Regions from separate parts of the Sminthopsis crassicaudata genome. Here region 2 is linked to region 1. A link is a contact called in public Hi-C data. All regions are on one chromosome and are shown on one strand. Each heading gives the region's core, a stretch centred on a gene start, on an enhancer-like site or on the middle of the called end of the contact. The rest is flanking DNA. Distances are from core to core; before and after follow the strand shown. Region 1 holds the start of KCTD16 (potassium channel tetramerization domain containing 16). Region 2 holds the start of GRXCR2 (glutaredoxin and cysteine rich domain containing 2).

The links. A called contact is a pair of places that touch in the nucleus more often than the background predicts.
Region 2: a contact with region 1 is called in a Hi-C map of fibroblasts, with 10 times the contacts expected there. The contact joins the promoter of GRXCR2 here to the promoter of KCTD16 in region 1. A contact is called at or near these places in 2 of 2 Hi-C or Micro-C datasets (fibroblasts and hippocampus).

What each region holds. Positions count from the first base shown.
Region 1 is chr2:393,118,938-393,121,781 of ASM4859323v1, reverse strand. It overlaps KCTD16 (potassium channel tetramerization domain containing 16), which reads right to left and starts at 1,452. Exons shown (of 3, transcript XM_074291711.1): 1 at 1,096-1,452.
Region 2 is chr2:395,444,702-395,447,633 of ASM4859323v1, reverse strand. It overlaps GRXCR2 (glutaredoxin and cysteine rich domain containing 2), which reads left to right and starts at 1,528. Exons shown (of 3, transcript XM_074285147.1): 1 at 1,528-2,003. The coding sequence starts at 1,671.

The DNA.
Region 1 (2,844 bases), core at 203-2,702:
ATCTACATCATATCTTTCATAAACCTTAGACTGCAAGGTCATGCCAAGCCTACAATTATTCATGAGTATGTCTGGAGGGAGAAAGGTAAGAATTATTTCCTCAAATATAAGAAGTCAGAAAGATCAAAAGTAGAAGAGAGACAGGATGAGAAAAAAAAAGAGGCAAAAGAGGAAGAGAGAGTAGGAGAAAGAGGAGAAGAAAAAAGAAAAGAGAAATACAAAGCAAAGAGCAGGAAGGAGGAAGAGAGGAGGAGGAGGAGAAGGAAGAGATGAGGAGGAGGTTTCAGATGAGGAGGGTAAAGGGGGAGGAGGATGAGGAAGAAGAAGAGGAGGCGAGGAAGATGAAGATGAGGAGGGAGAAAAAGGAGGGCTAGGAGCAGGCGGAGGAGGGGGAAGAAGGGGAAAGAGGAGAAGGAGGAGGAGGAAGAAGAGAAGGGAAAAAAGAGAGGAAGAAATATAAATTTATATAAACCCAGAAAGCACAGATTTCAGCCATGCTTCAACTCAAATTGTGCACCTCAAATGATATTTGAATTCTTGCATATTCACCTCCCCCTCTAGCAGTGATTAATGAATACATGCATATTTATAATTCTGCATATAAAAGAACAGATATTTCAACTTTTTTAAAGGTACTTGGTTTCAAGCTGGACAGGAGAGGCAAGCAACCTAAAAGCTTACCTTAGTGAGAGTCTGAGACCCAGTTCTTGTGAAGGAATACCCATTTGCAAAGCAATCTCAATTTACAGCTACACTGAGTCCAGTTCATATCAAATCCCAATCAGGAAAAGAACAGAGACATCAATGAAAAGTGCCAAGAGATATACTCTTGGAGAGAAAAAATCCACTTCCAATCTCAAGTTAAAACAAGTCACAGAAAGTTGATGGTGATGGGTTATGGGAAGGGGGAAGAGGGAAAGCAAAATAATAATAATCAAAACCTCCCCTAAAAAAACCCAACAACAATAATAATAATAATAATAATCCGTAAAATGAGAGTTGCAGGAGGGACCTTGGTTCACAAGATTTCCAGAAACCCTAGAATCAGAAAGAAAGCCAGCCTTGTTTTGATGAGATCCCAGATAGTCATCCTACCTGCCAGCAAGGGCAAATAGGCTCCCATGTTCCCAGCAAGGTTGTGAGAGGGCCAGCCTGCAGCAAGAGAGAAGGCAGGCTGGCTAAGGCGGCTGAGTTGTTTGGCTGACTCTCTCCCTCCGCGGCTCTGTCTGCTGAGCTGGGTGGCTCCACAGTTCCCAGTGCAGTTCAGATGCTGTTGTTTCAGCAGTGCAGGCAAGAAACCATCCAGGGAAATGACTATTACATCATCTTAAAGGAATATGGCTTTGAGAAAGCGGAGGGACCTCGGTTTTACATTCTACTTTGTGACAGGTTGTTGGGAATGAAAGGAAGGGCAAATACTCTGATCCAGCAGTAGACAGCAGCCCCAAGCAAGCACTTGGAAGCTTCAGACAGGGAGACTGCACTCACTTCACTATTAACTTACATTTAATCCCTGTTAGAGCAAGATAGATTTATACAGATTTAGCATCTTTTTCTTCTTTTCTTTTCTTTCTTTCTTTCTCTCCCGTCTTCTCTCCTCCCTCTCCCTCCCTCCTTTTTTCTTTCTTTTTCTTTCTTTCTTTCTTCCTTTCTTCCTTTCTTCCCTTCTTCCCTTCTTCTTCTTCTTCTTCTTCTTCTTCTTCTTCTTCTTCTTCTTCTTCTTCTTCTTCTTCTTCTTCTTCTTCTTCTTCTTCTTCTTCTTCTTCTTCTTCTTCTTCTTCTTCTTCTTCTTCTTCTTCTTCTTCTTCTTCTTCTTCTTCTTCTTCTTCTTCTTCTTCTTCTTCTTCTTCTTCTTCTTCTTCTTCTTCTTTCTTTCCACAGTCAATATAAACACAGGTGATTTTTTTTATTTGAAAAGCTGCAGGCAAATCTTTTCATATGATTTGAATTTCTGCTTGAAGAGTATATAAATATATATGTCTTGCTCTGTGGTGAGTTCTCTGCCTGGTTTTGATATCATATGCTTATAATGTTGCCTCCCCCATAATGATACAAAAAATGAAGGGAACTTTTTTATTCAAAAGTATCTAATTCATAGTCTCTTAAATCTCAAAACCAACAAAAAGAAAATAAGCATTATTTGAACTAAAAGGTTAAGAGCTGAACAGAAACAACAAATGATTTTTCTTATCTGTTAAAAAATTTCCACCTGAACATTTTCTAAGGTATCCCTGAGTCAGTAATCATTGTGAATCCTCACAATTTATCTCAGTATGACTTTGGATGAAGCCCTCCATCCCCATCCCCAAGATATTATTGTTTCTAATTCCCTTGAGAGTACTCTTAAGTGCATCATTAGAGTTTTAGGAAATTTCTTCCAGAGCAACATAATACATATAACAAACTGCAGTCAGTTTTGACTGCCAGTCAATAATGGCCCGTCTATAATGCTTACAGTAATTCATATCCATTTCCCTTTTTTAAAAGCTAATGTGCTTTATAGCTCATATGACTGAAAAGAACACCTTATTTTATATGAATAATAAATGTAGTATTTCAAATACACATTCAAAACGGGCCCTCAAGAAAGGAACAAAAAAGAAAATATACATTAACTAAATTTCACATGGCATATTCCTTCACCAAAGAAATCACTTGATGTTATCATATTGGGGAAATTAAAAACAAAATCCAGAAAACTAAAATAAAATAATAAAAATTACAAAAACCCACAAAAATAACAAAAATCCAGCATGTCAGTTTGTTGGTTAATTACCTTCCTTTCTGATAATCAAAGAACTATGTTCATGCTGAGAATCAACTAACTCTTCGTCACTTAGTTTT
Region 2 (2,932 bases), core at 279-2,778, 2.3 Mb before region 1:
CCCCTCTCTCTGTTCCTCCCTTCTTCCCTTCCTCCTCCCCTCTCTCTGTTCCTCCCTTCTTCCCTTCCTCCTTTTTTTCCTTCCTCCTTTCCTTTGTTTCTCCTTCCCTCTGCCCCTTCCTTCCTGCCTTCACTTGATTACAGTTAAAACATAGGGGCAGTTAGGTGCCGAAGTAGTTAGAGCACTAGCCCTGAAGTCAGGAGGACCCGAGTTCAAATGTGGTCTCAGACACTTAACATTTCCTAGCTGTGTGACCCTGGGCAAGTCACTTAACCCTAATTGTCTCAGAAAAAAAAAGTTAGAACATGGAAAGATCTTGCCATTTAGTTCAGTCCTCTCATTTTACAGAAGAGAAAAGTAAGGTCCAGAGTGAGGATGTAACATTTCCAAAATTACTTAGTGTTAGAGCTACAATTTGCTCACTAGTTATTCACCTTCAAATCTTGAACTTTTTATATCTGCTACACGGCCTCTCATATAATACACTACTTAAAAAGGGGTTAAATGTTCCACTATCATTGATATTGGGAACATAATTAAACCTAACAAACATTAATTAAATAAATACTTACTATGGGCAAAGTACTGCCCACTGGGAACACAACAAAGGAAATGAAAGTCTCTGCTATCAACAGACTTAAATTTTGTTGGGGCAAAATAATTTTATAGATATAAAAAAAAAAGCATAAATAAATAAATAATTTGAGAGCATTAAACAACTGGGAGAATCAATGGAGGCTTTTTGGAGAAGTTAGCATTTGAACTGGGCTTTAAAGGATGGACAGGAATTCCCTTTCACCTCCAAGAATTTCTTGGAATGGTTCCTGCATCTTTTGTCTCTTCTTCGCCACTGATCCTTCCCATAAGTCTACAAACTTGGTCAGGTCTTCTCAGTCCCTAGAAAAGATGGGGGAAAGATGGTACAAGTGAATTGTATGGACTTCAAATAGGGTGAAATCATTGAAAGATATGAGACAGTGGTAGAGAAATGATGGGAAATGGGATGAGGATTATACTTAATCCTACCAGGATTATGATTCTGTCTTCACTATTTAGTAGCTATGTGACTCTGGACAAAGTTGTTGAACCTCTTTGGGATTCAGTTTCCCCAATCATTTTATAATGATGACCTTTAAGTCCTCCTCTCTCCATTATATTCTCCCTTACTACTGTAGTCCACATTAATTTCTCCATAGAATCTTGAATTTAATAACCTAAATTACATCTTCGTTATTTCTTTATTTTGTATAAATGAATCTTTTCTCCTAAGCCATAGTGCAAGCTACATGAGGACAAGTACTATGCTTTATACCTTTTTCTCCTGTAACCTTAAGTATAGATTTGAGCACAGTTGGGCCTTTAAACATTTATTAGCTGATTAATTTATCTTTACCAAGTAAATGAAACAATAGGCTCAAGCAAGCTCAGGGAAAAAAAAAAACTTACCTCATATTCTCTTCTCTCCTTAGATCCACAATTACATTCATTTTCATGAGCATCTATCAATATTTAATGTATGGGTGTCAGTTTAGCTGTAACCTGAGAGTACCCTAACACCAACTTGAATTAATTATATACTGTAGGGGAGAAAATTAAATGCTCTTTTCTCAAAGCCCAAAGTTTTCCTGGCTAAGTTGATTTTTGGAAACTACAGAACAAAATCTCCACATATGGATGATCCTGAGAAGACAAACCAAAAATGTGAAAGCAAACCCCGAAAAGTAAGATTTAAAATATCATCATCCTACAGTGGTAGAGTATTGAAGCAGGTTTTTGAAGATGGCCAGGAACTTGAGTCCCCAAAAGATGAATACCCTCACAGCTTTATCCAAGAGTCCTTTGAACCAGTGGAGAGTGTCTATGGAGCTGGAGAAGTTCCCAAACCAAGATTTTATTCTACAAAACTGACTGCTCAGCGAATCAGCGTTTATAGAGAGGGAAATGCCTACACCCTGGCAGGTAGCCAGCCTCTCTTCAATGATTACAAAACTAATGACCACAAGGTAAGGACTGCGCATATTTTACTGGTTTTCTGGAAGAGGCTTTCCCCTAAATCCTTCTGATCATTATTACATTAGAACAGTACTAAAACATGTCAGATTTGTATTTGACTCACATTCAATAAAAGATAAAAATAGTAAGTGAGATACATGAGGAAGTCATTGAAATAATACTCTGGGGAATATGACATGCCTGTTGATGAGTTATTGGAAATTTGTGTAAACACATACAGTATTCAAATTTCACTCAGTATAATAAATTGTAATTTGAATAGATTGATTTATGAAGTTGCATTCATTCTCTAGCCACTAGTCTTCCTTTTATAGAATTATGTAAAGTGGGCAGTTTTCTTTTCTAAAAGAGATGGTGTACCTAGTGATTTTTTTCAAGTTTAATTACCAAAGCTCACAGGACAGAGGCATTGTATCTACCATGAGTTTTGCACACAGCAAGAGCTTAATAAATTTTTTTTTAAATGACTTCATATAGGTAATAGATCCACAACTTTTACTTTTCTTTCTTAACCTAGTTCTGCCCCTACCCCTTGTTTGGCAATTTACTCTAATTAGAAATTTTACAGATACTGAAGGTCATGAAGAGTGGTATTAAAATTCAAATCAATCCATTGTTCATTGAGAAAATGTTGAGATATGACGATGTTTAAAGTGATGTAAAAATGAAGTTTTCATCTGATCTGTGAATTTCAGTATCCTATTATCATGGATAAACACAAGCTGATTTAAAGGATTTTGCAGTATTGGAAAACAGTTACTGATTAAAAAAAAACAACTAATAGAATAGGTAGCTAGGTTCTCTGCCCAGTGATCCTGTAATTGTCACTTTGGATAAAATAAATTTTTATCATTTACTAAGGGAGGCAGGGTGGCAGAATAAAAAGTCCACTGAATTTTCCTCTTTGAACTTGGAATTA